Regions from separate parts of the Astyanax mexicanus genome. Here region 1 is linked to region 2. The links are chromatin contacts, called in public Hi-C maps. All regions are on one chromosome and are shown on one strand. Each heading gives the region's core, a stretch centred on a gene start, on an enhancer-like site or on the middle of the called end of the contact. The rest is flanking DNA. Distances are from core to core; before and after follow the strand shown. Region 1 holds the start of asap1a (ArfGAP with SH3 domain, ankyrin repeat and PH domain 1a). Region 2 overlaps asap1a (ArfGAP with SH3 domain, ankyrin repeat and PH domain 1a).

Region 1 (5,821 bases), core at 839-3,338, 79 kb after region 2:
TAAGGTATGTGTTTAAATATAAGTAGGATTATGTATATAAGCTAAATGGGTAACACTTTACAATAAGGGTGCATTTATTAACAGTAATTATAATAGAATGTCTCAATTATTTATTAATAATAATTAATAATAATAATTATTATTATTAATAGACACTAGTTACAACATTATTAATTACAATCATCTAAATTTACTATTAGTATACTATTTATATACAGCACTCTTGAACATTCACGTTTAGTAATGTTAAATAAAGTTTTAACTAGTGTCAATTAATAATTAGTTGAGACATTACTTTGCCATTTAACAATGTTTAATGTTGTAAGTGCTGTTTTTTCTGACCCTTACTGTAAAGTGTTACTTGTAATATACCAGTACATGTTGCAAAAGAAAATAAATATATATATTTTTTTACAATCAAGTAAATAAATCTATGTTAAAATATTGAATTTTAAATATTGAGTGAGTTTAAGTGTGGTGCACAATAATTTATCAAAACCATTGATTCTCGTCTCTGTTTCATCTGCATGGATCTATACGGATCAATTGTGTTCATAGACTCTAATCACTAATGCAGTCTTGTGCAAGCACAACCATAAGGCAGAGGCAGCCTATTTTTTTAATTCAGTTATGCTATTTTAAATGTGTTATATGTTCATGCTAAATCTTGAGAGTAAACAGTGTTGACATGCTGCAAATAAGTCTGATTCATTTGAGTGTGTGACTCGGTTCAGCAGGTTCAACATGTTGAAATGAATCGATTCGGTCACGAGTATGATATCGCATGGTGCTCTCTGGAGAAAAGGAGAAAAAAGTTTGCCAATGTTCTTCAAAGATTTAATTTTACTCTATATGCATTTTATATCTGTAAAAGCTACACAGTCCAAACAAAGAACATCTCAAGATTTAGAATTATGTATGTTTCTATCTCTATACTATATAAAAAATTAAAGTATACTAAATAAATATATTTATTTTTTACTACATGAAATATATAAACTGTTAAAGAGAATATTTCATTAAATATATAACAATAATATAATAAATGATTAAAAATATCTAAAGCTTAATAATGTTTACTTAATTAAATAAAAAAAAATAAACAATAAATATTATATTTATAATATTATAATATTTAAAAACGGTTAAAAATTATAACAAATATGATAAATAAAATAACCGAATATAATATTTTTAATTAAATTTAATTAAAAAATATAAATAAACCTATATTTACTTTCCTCATTAGTAATGGACATATCAATCAATATGTACTGTCACATGATTAGCACACAAAATATATGTATGTAACATAAACCGTTATAACACATTAATAACTAATTATTTATTGAGTTACATCTCAAATGCAACAACTTTTTCTCATTAAAACTGTATTTTATCCTCTTTTTCAACGCCCAAAACAACGGCTTGGCGCGGGTGTGCTCAATAAGTTAATAAATAGCGAGTAGTTAACTTTTCACAGCAGTCCGGATGTTGCTAATCCAACAGATTCCAGTACTTTTCTGCTAGTTTAGTAAAACAGATGAGTCGGTTTCAGTGTGATCTGAGGAGTATCTCACTCACCGGCTCCACAGGGAGTCTCTGGAGGAAAAGCTGGATAAGCGCGAGGATGAGGCCCTCATGACTGTAAGGGTCACCTGATTAAAAACACCTAAAAAACAAACCATCAGAAATGAAGCAGAAAACGAGCTCCATCCAGCAGAAACAGAAACACAAAACTATAGTTCTGTATCAGATACAGAGCAGCTCATTAACCGCACACACAAATCACTGAAACACACTGCAGGACTGAAGCAGCCCCTCCACTGGGGAACTTTATCTCCTGATTTACTCCAGAACTACACGGTTAATGTAGGATCTCAGATCCCCCGCTCACCGCTGCAGATCCCCGGACTGCTCTCAGAAAGAACCGTGTACAGAACTGTGCGATGAGCTCCTGATCTCCCAGCGCCACCATGTTCACTTCATGTTGCTCAGTCCTTCAGTCCAGCACGGAAACCCTGCAGCTCCACAGGACCCAGCGCGCGCCTCCGCCGCTAGCGCTGCTGGAATGTGCCATTGATCTGCCCCATCTGGAGGAGGAGAGGCGATCAGCAGCGCGCGGACAGGAAGCGAGGAGGAGCAGCCATGTGGGGCTCGAGAGGAGGGGAGAGGAGGGAGAGGGAGGTGGGGGAGTTTTTCCCGCTGACACACAGATCCGGACTGGAAGCTAACCGCTACAAACAGTCATCCTGCTGAAGATACGAACTCATCCGAGTGTTCAGATCATCAGATAATCAGATTCAGCCTCAGCACTACTATCTCCTCACACTCTCACCATCACCCCTCATCCAGAACTTTACTGAGAGACTGTAACTGTGGAGTACAAACAAACACAGGCCAGCTCACAGTCTCAGCACAACAGGGTGGGACATCATTGTGGTTTAATGGGTGAATTTGATTAGATTTGATTCGATTAAATTAAAGGACATTAATTAACATCATTATTTCATAATGTAAATGTGACAGATTTATCAAAACGTACTGTGCCCTAAAATGTGCAAAACAAAAGAACATTTCAGAAAGTAACAATACAAACGAAATAAAATTATATTCAAGAAAACACAATTACAAAAGCAATAAACAAATCTTAAAAAAATAAAACAAATAAACATAAACTATCCAGACAGGATTAGTTTCTCAGTGGGTCCTGGGGTAATTTTCTCTTTTATAGGGGGTCCTCTGTAATTTTATTCCCATCAAGAACGACCATGTACATGTTTTTCTCATCCTCCGAGAAAATTACAGGCTAAGTTATCTACCTATTTTTCACTGAACTCCGTGACATTTACATTTAAGGTATTTAGCAGACGCCCTTATCCAGAGCGATTATCAACAGTGCTTCGATGTTACTTCAAATATCCAAAGCTAGTTTGTAGACTAGGATCAAGAGATACACAGAGCTTGATCATGTTTAGAACCCTAGGACCCTTTTTCTTTCTTTTTTTTATTAGTTTAGGAACTCTTTAAAAAGATGTGTCTTTAGTCAATGTTTGAAGACTGCGAGTGACTGCTGTTCTGACAACCAGTGGAAGTTCGTTCCACCACCTTGGTGCTGCAGCACAGAGAAGAGTCTGGACATCTGTTTTCTGTGTGTTTTGAGAGATGGTGGTTCGAGCCGAGCCATACTGGAAGCTCTAAGAGCTATTGGTGCAGATCTGGCTTTGACCATTTCCATTAAGTATGAAGAGCTGGTTTGTTTTTTGCCTTGTAGGCTAGAGTTAGGGTTTTGAATCGGATGCGGGCGGCAACAGGAAGCCAGTGGAGGGAACGCAGCAAAGGAGTCACATGACTGAACTTCGGAAGTTTGAAGACGACCCTCCGGTAATTTTAGTCCCATCCGGACTGACATCTCTAAGTTTCGTCACCTCGCATTTAATAAAATAGCTATTTGTCCATCTGCCAGTCATTATAATTACACTTTAGGCTCGCGTTTCCACGATGATCCATGTAACCCAGCAGCGAGTGGACATAAACATGATGTCATGTGACTGAGAAAGCCAAAAAAACTCACTGGTGCTCCTGTTTTTTCAATTGCAAGGAGTTTTATTACTGAGTAAAAGTGTGAAATATTTTTCACAGATGTCCCCCTGAGAAACTAATCCCGTCCGGATAGGGCTAAACACTACAAACTTTTCATGAAGTTTTTGTCAGATTTCCTCTGTGATGTATTATACACTGCCTGGAGAAAGAAAAGTCACCACCTGGATTTAACTAAGTAAATGATCTGAGGTTAATGCAGTTGGTCTGCAGGTTTAGGTTCAGCAACAGTATGTGCTGAAAGAATGAGGTCAGCTGACTACCTGAATATACTGAATATAGACCAGGTTATTCCATCAATGGATTTTTTCTTCCCTGATGACACAGCCATATTCCAAGATGAACAATGTCAGGATTCATGGTGCTGGAATTGTGAAAGAGTGATTCAGGGAGCATGAGATCATCATTTTCACACATGGATTGAGAGTTCACCACAGAGTCCGGATCTTAACCTCATTGAGAATCTTTGGGATGTGCTGGAGAAGACTTTGTGCAGTGATCAGACTCTACCATCATCAATGCTGCAAGATCTTGGTGAAAAATTCATGCAACACTGGATTGAAAGTAATTATGTCGCTAAGACATTCACACTCTCCGAGCTTTTGATAGCAACTCGCTAACTAGCTTCTTGTCAAGTATTAGATCTAGTTTTTTTAGCTCTTTTAAGATGCGGTTCCTTTTTTAACGACCCATTTTGTGTTTTTTGACTACTCTCTGCCTCGCCCTCTGTATCGTTTTTTTACAATATTTTTCTTTTTTGCCCTCTACACTCTGGTATGTTGTTTATTAATGCTGCCATTATGATACTCACCCTGCCTGTCTCTGGTTACCCCTGTAAGTTTAACCACTTTGATAATAAATTGTTTGACTGGTGTCTGCGAGTGTCTGTCCTTGGTTTGGCCCGCATGACAATGTAATTGTTTTTGCTTAAAAACAGTTTATATTTATAAATTAATTTTGTTTTCTGGAATGTTAATTTGTTTGAATGTCTCTGCCACCCCAGCTGGCACACAACCGACCTTCAATGTTGAAATGTGGTTGAAATATGACTAAAGTAATGTCTGTTGTTGTTTCAGCGTTGAAATTTTAACTTTGAATCAACATTTAATGTTCAATGGTTGTGCTAATGTTGAAATTTTATTTTAAAATGTCCTCAACCTTCTGCCTTTTGAAGCAGCATATTACATTTTATCACCATATAATTTCTAAAAAATAAAAAAGTGTTTACTTCTATTTGCAGTAGTAGCTTTTTAATTTAACATTGTTCTATTTGTTTTAGTGTTTTTGAGATCTGATGTTGAATCTGATTGGTAGTGGTGGGTAACTCTCTTTATACTCAGATTTACTGCAGTTATGTAAGTTTATTTTTAACACTTTGTTAATCAGATGATTTTCTCATCTTAGTGAGCTACAGTTTATTAAAGGTTGAACATATGATGTTAAAACAATGTTGCTGTATCAACGCTGATTCGCTTTTCAAAATCAACAGTTGATTTAACATTCAACCATAACATCTATGTTGATTCAAGGTTTATTCAACGTTAAAATGCCAGCTGGGACCATACAAATGTCTAATTTTAATCTGCAGTCTTTGGACAGGTTGATGTCATAAAAGAAATACATCCCTAGTCTCAAAAAACACAGTTTAACCATTGTGTGGTGTTCGGGTCTGTGGGACCCGTTTTCTATTTTTGTTTTTTATTTTTTCTAACTCAAACTCATTGGCATTGGCTCATGTTTTGTGAAAAACATATATCAAAACACATTTTCAATAAACACACACTGTACAGCACCCCCACCCCCCCAACACACTTTTATATTACATACAGTATGTTTGCCCAAGGGCTAATAAACATTGCTTCATTTGTAAATTTGAAATTAAACAAATTTTCTAGTCATATCTTGAGTTTAATTCATTTTCTTTTACATTTTATTAAAAAACTAATAAAAAAAGAGTAGCACTTTTTAAAAGAAATGTAACATAAGAAAGGTAAAGGGCAAATATTAACCATGTAAGCTGTTTATATTGCTTGCAATTTAGGTGAAGCAAGCATGTGTTAAGCATTTTAATGTAGAATTGCTTAATTTTACTGAAGTAAACGAGTAACAAAAATATGAACATCACACAGGAGTTAAGTAATTGATAAAACACACACACAAAGGTTTTATAAAACACAGCATAAAACATAATTAAGCATCATGCTGGCAAATCTGTGTGCTC
Region 2 (6,273 bases), core at 1,665-4,164:
AAAATCCTGCCCAATATCTGTCTAACACCCCCCAAAGCTTAAACTATCCCAATATCTCAGATTTCCACATGCATTTAGAGCAGAGCAAATTTTCATTTTGAATGATCAAAATGGCTAAAAAAAATGCACACCTCAATTTTCACCCACAACCCTAAAATAAGCTTATGTTGGTGGGAAAACAACAAACCTGGCAACTTAGGTTACAGACCCAATTCAAGAGTGCAATATAAAGGAAAATAGTAATACTATAAGTAATTACTTACTTATATAAATAAGTAAATACTATTTATTTATTAGTAAATACTAATAAAAAAATGAATAATATAGAAATAAACAGTTTTAATCGCAAATTACATGAATTAAAAAACATTAAGTGCTTATTTATTTTCCTCTCTGTAAAATTATTATAAATAACGTCTTCTCAATAGAACAGATTGATCACATTTTGGTCAAATTTAAATTAATATTGTCTGCAAATATTCTCAATTGAAGACATTTAGAATTTCCTGAAAATTACAACATCCCGCATGTGTGAATGTCTATTAAATTAATTTTACCCATAAAGTTATGCTGTCAAGAAAACATGCATTGCATTGGGAGTCTCACCAATAGGAAACACAGAGCTGATCTGATCTGATCTAATCTTTGTTTAAATATTAAAACCTGTGTTACAGATTAATACTGAAGTACAACAACGATGTTCAATAACAGTTTATATAGTAAGATGTTTTAATGCTGACAACCTTTTTTTAGTTTAGTACTAAACCTTTTTGTTTCTTTAAAACGCTGCAGTCAATTCAATGTGTGTGTGTGTGTGTGTAGTGATACACACTGTGGACTGGTATCTGGTGTTGTTTGCTGCCTATTGATATGAAATATTGATGTTTTATATTAAGGTGAATGTGTTATGATTTGGCTTGCTGTAGTATCTGTGTGTGTTAGTATTAGCAGTAGCCTTGTTGGTTTAAAAAAATATATATTTATGTGACAATTTTATATAAATAATGTTATAATTTTATACTATACTATAAACTATTTTCACACTGCAAACTCTAACTAAACACTTATATTTACCAACAACTGTCTGTTAACTCCTTCTTTCACTGCTTGTTTGTTAGGTAAACCAGTCAAGCAGTTAGGTACATTAGAACAATCTATGGCAACCCACAGCTGAAAACATCATGCAGTTAAAGCCGACGGTCTCACCAGGTTTTTGAGGAGAGCAGCGAGCTCTTTAACCAGGCTGGAGAACTTGATGAAGGCGGCTCCCAGGTCTGAACTGTCTCGGCTCATGAAGTTACTGCCAAACTTGTCCAGCGCCTGCCCATAGTTCTCCTCATTCTGCACATGCTCTGTGGGGAAAAGAGAAAAAAGCTGAGTTTAAACATTTGTAAATTGTCTATAATTCTACATAAATTGGACCTACAACTTTAATAGATTTTTACTTCATGAATTTAGTTCAAACTTAAGAACAAACACATCAAATTATAAAAATATTAAGATATATATTGGACATATTTATTTATAGAGAAAATGATCCAATATTAAATATTTGCGAATGTTGAACCTTTGCTTTCAGTATCTGGTGTAACAGCAACTAAACGTTTTCAGTATCTGGGGATCAGTCCTTCATACAGCCATAAAGGACCTGTAGCCCATTCCTCCATACTAAACAGCTTCAACTCTGTTATCTGGTCAGATTTCCTCACATTAACTTTTGCTTTAGCTTTTTCCACAGCATTTTGCCTGGATTAAGGTCAGGACTTTGACTTGGCCATTTTAAAAACATTAATTTTATTTCTCTTTAATGATTCTTTGGTAGAATGCCGCCTGTCCAATCTTGCTACATGACCCAATTTCTCTTGAGCTTTAGCTCAGGGACTGATGTCCTGATACTGAATTTTCCGTCAGAATTCATTATTCCAACAATGGTGGCAAGCTGTCCTGTCCTGGGCCAGATGTAGCAAAACAGGCCCAAACCATAATACTACCACCACCATGTTTTACAGATGGGATAAGGCAGAGACTGTAAAAAAGATGGACGCTGTGTCGCCGTTCCCATTCATTTAATGAAAATGAAGCCAAAATGTTCCGCCATGTTGGCGATTCTGAAACCCGAGTCTGGGCAGTAGAGGGAGAAAGACTGTGGAGAGACAGCCTACTCATTTAAATAACCCCGCCCCTGAGGGCTGCCTCACGGTCACAGGCTGCTGAGCGGAGCTGACGGTCTGTTATTGGTCCCGCCCATAATCAGCCCTTTTACAATAACCACATCTTTTTGAATAGAGCTGAATAACGTTTTAAAAAACAAATTCTGTGGGGATATAAAAATGTACAATATAAGCAGAGGTTACACTAGCTGTTGCATTTAATAGTGGAGGTAGAATTACATTATATTAGAAAAAAACGTGATTGAAAGTTGTCTGTTCTGCCATTGAAACCTATGGTAATGGGTGGGGTTACACAGCTTTCTGAAACCGAACAGCAGGGGGCGCCCGACCTGTGGTGGCTTCACGTTTGAGAGATGATGCTCTGTCCAGCTATACACAGTCTATGGGATAAAGTTATGTTGGATTGCAGTGTTTATTTTCCCAAATGTTTTTTTTCATTCATAAATAGCAGCACCAAAAAAAAAAAAAAAATCCGGAATTTGTTGTTGATTTACGTAAAATTATGAAAACATTTGTATGATTTTTTAATAGAATTATAGGTGATGTTATGCCCTTTAACCTTTAACAGTTGGTTAAACTATATAGAAATCTATTTATCTCATTCCCTTCAAGCCAACCAGTGCAAGGCAAACAGCAGCTCTCAGCATGGTGAAAGCACCCCGAGAATGAGAGGAACACACAGCTGCAGACCAATCGACTTCTAGCACAATCCCAGCATGCACAGCCAGGGCAGGGGCAGAACTCCACAGAGCATTCCAGGATTCCTGGATAATCCCTGAACGAGGACAGCTTCCTGCACGAGTGTCAGCCCACAGGAAGTCCATTAAACCAGCAAAGCCCAGCACATTAAAGTCCACGCTGACGTTAACACTCAGCTCCAGGTTAGGAGGGGGAGGGGGTATTAAAGGGACAGAGAGTACTCTCTGAAAAGCCCCTGCAATGATGTAGCATTGAAGCATATTGTTGTTGTCCAATGAAAAACACGTATTCCTATTTTTGATGATTTTTAGTTTACTTTATAATTTGAACACACAAACTTGTCCCTACATTGTGCACTGTACAATTTCTTAAAATTTTCCAAAGTGACCTGAAATGATCACTTTTTACATTGATCCACTAAAAGTAAAGAAGGTTTTATCTCCCTCCTGTAAAGTTGCTGTCTTGGAGATGCATGTTTTTCATTGGACAGCGACAATATCTTGTTCTTAATTTGTTCCACTTTTTTAGTATTAGTTACTTCTACATCTAAATACTACAAATAGTTTATGTAATCACATTTGTGCATTTAATAATGCCAATTTATTCTATGTTTATGAACTTTTAGTAATAAACAGCACCTTTTAGTCGTAAGACCACATTCATCAACTGGTAGATAAGGATAAAGAGAGAGAGTTTAGTGTGATGCTCACTCTACTACTGATCCTATTAATGTTTGGTAATGTCTGACAAATAAATAAATAGCAATGTTGGTCCTTCAGTTGAGACATTCAGGGCTCATACACTTTTTAACCAATAAATTTGCCTTCAAGGCAAATAAAAAAAAATCAACTAAAACTTTAATTAAAACTGATCATAGTAGGCCTAAAATGAATCAGATAAAATGTTGACAGACAATCTTTATTAATAAATAATGTGTCAGATCCTGAGATCTCCATTGTGTAGGGCTAAATTACTGAATTCACTCTGTATGTATTTGTAGCTCAAAATAGATTTTCTCCATAGATAAACTGAAACACAAAGATTTGTAGACCACATTTCCATGACTTTTCCAAAACTTTCTGAGTATTCTTATTTTTCCAAAACTTATCCAGGCCTGGAAATTGCTATTTTCAAATTCCATGACTTTTCCAGGTTTTTCATGACCGTCTGAACCCTGGACATTGCATAAATTTTATATTTCTTCTGCTGGATTTGAGTTAAATGAAACTAAACTGGAATATGCTATTCAAAATTCAGCACCACCCCCCCACAAACCAAAGCCTACTAAAGCACTTAAAATGCTTTAATTTTCCCCAAAATAATCTGGTGTGCCTTATGTATGTATGTTACCAGTCAGGTATTAAGGAGCAGTAAAGCCACTCTACTGAAGTACAGCTTTATACAGGAGTTTCAGTTTAGTTCTCCAGCACCGGGGTAGAAGTAGCATTAGCAATAGCCGCTAACCACTATTTACGCGTTCAGAGGTGAGTATTATCGGCTTGTACCCTGCTCCTAACCCTGACTAGCACTGCTGGAGTAGCATTAGCATTACCCGCTAACTGCGCTAACTCTTTCTTTGTTCATAGGTAAGTATATCAGACTGTAGTCTGAATGTTACTGTGTTAAAACAAGCTAAGTGGGACAAACCACTAGTTAATATCTCTCAGGCTTACCGGAGCACTCAGGGTTCCTCAGTGTAATGCTGTGGGGCAGCATTAGCCGCTAATGCTAATGCTTCAGCCTTAGGGATGGAAAGCACTAAATGGAAGCACTTTACTCACCCAGATAAACAGTTTTTAGGAGAGAAATCTGTCTAGATTAACATCCAGCGCTCGATTGACTTTAAAAGAAAGTTTTTCTTTAATTACAGTTTTGTTTAATATCTTAGATTTACTTAACTTATTTAGCTAGTTTTGCTGAACTTTAGCACTCCACTTCTACCACATCAGCCTGACAGGATCACCTACAGGTTCTTTAAGGGTTGTCCCATTTCTTAGAGCAAGGATTTCACTCCTTCCTTCCCCTTAGGAAAAGAGCTTGAGAGGAAGGATTACACTTGTGGTAACCAAGTGTAAGAGGTATTGGTACACATTAGACATGGGATTGGGCTCAAGAGTGACTCAGACTGCCTTCATTGAGTTTACAGTGCAGACTAAAGAACTAGAAGCAAAGTGGATACCCAGTTTTTCCTGTAAAAATACAGTTTATGTAAGTTACACTACTATTTCATAAAATGAACAGAAAGGTGCTGTACATAGTATCTTCCAGTCAAGGCTGTCAATCACTTCATTACTGAGATGGAAAATTGTACGTTTTTGTTCATTAAAACATTAAAACAAGATGAACAAAGCTATAAAAAAGTTTTACAATAGCTTACAATTCTTGCTTCAACTCTTTCTGATCAGGTACTGACATAGTGTTGTTCCTGTATTTCCCTCAAACTGACACTTGTTGCTTATCGACAAGCCTCTTTTATTTTCATTGAGATTTAGGAGCAATATTTGCAATCAAGCAGAAAGTCATTTTAAATATTTATTTGAATTCTAAATCATACCAAAATAACTAAATCACAGAAATGCTTTGCAATGCATTAAATCACTCCCTCAAGTACTGCAATCAAATCAAATCAACGTGTGGTCAAAGGCTGTTTACACCCCTATGATTCATGATACATGATTCATGAAACATGAAACATGACTTGGGTGGAGATTCTGACAATAAGCTCCCAAACACCTGCATAGAGATCACACATCCCTGGAGAAACAACCTGGAGAAAAGCTCTAGATCTTTACCAGCAGCACAAGAACACAAGAACACACGACTGCATGGTGCACTGTTAGGCTGGAAGGCAGAACAGGGAGTTGTCTAAGGAAGGCTGCAAGTTTCCAGCAGGACAGATGTGTCGGGCAGGCCGTGTGTAGCACTCCGTCTGTGGAATGCCAGGCTCATCTGGGAATGATCCTCACTGCTCAGTGTGAGCCCAGCCCTTGGCAAAACCACATGATTAGGTCATTCGTCTTCTGTGGGAGAAGGAGGAGGAGGGCTCAAGCCCCTGAAAGTGAAGGCCGTCTCTTCCCCACAGTGACCAGCAGAGGGCTGATCTACGCTGCAGGTGCAGGACTGGGACTGGGAGAGGACACTTGATGAAGAATCACTGGGTGGGTTCAACAGCTTTACACCAAATAATCCTAGAAGCAACACAGAATTAGACGAGTGCAGTTCAGCTGCTTAAGCAGCTTCTATATTTAGAACATCATGTCCCAGTCTTTCTCTCTGTGATACCAGTAAACATATGCAGCTGACCTTGACTCGAAGGTCTGGACCGTGTCGGATAATTCAGTCAACAGTCAGCTGTTTCCAAGTCAGTCCCATGTCAAAGGGGAATGTTTGGCATTGGCATCGC

The links. Hi-C and Micro-C count contacts between places; a contact is called where the count stands out from the background.
Region 1: a contact with region 2 is called in a Hi-C map of muscle, with 5 times the contacts expected there. The contact joins the promoter of asap1a here to the enhancer-like site in region 2. A contact is called at or near these places in 2 of 3 Hi-C or Micro-C datasets (both in muscle).

The regions. Positions count from the first base shown.
Region 1 is chr8:43,542,032-43,547,852 of AstMex3_surface, forward strand. asap1a (ArfGAP with SH3 domain, ankyrin repeat and PH domain 1a) reads right to left here and starts at 2,089. Exons shown (of 30, transcript XM_022678005.2): 1 at 1,898-2,089; 2 at 1,585-1,672. The coding sequence starts at 1,643.
Region 2 is chr8:43,462,232-43,468,504 of AstMex3_surface, forward strand. asap1a (ArfGAP with SH3 domain, ankyrin repeat and PH domain 1a) reads right to left here. Exons shown (of 30, transcript XM_022678005.2): 5 at 1,207-1,352. Among protein-coding and RNA genes, the nearest start is that of LOC125803797, 36 kb to the right of the region's middle. Within about 2 kb of position 2,915, the one cell type or tissue checked has an H3K27ac peak away from gene starts, as active enhancers do.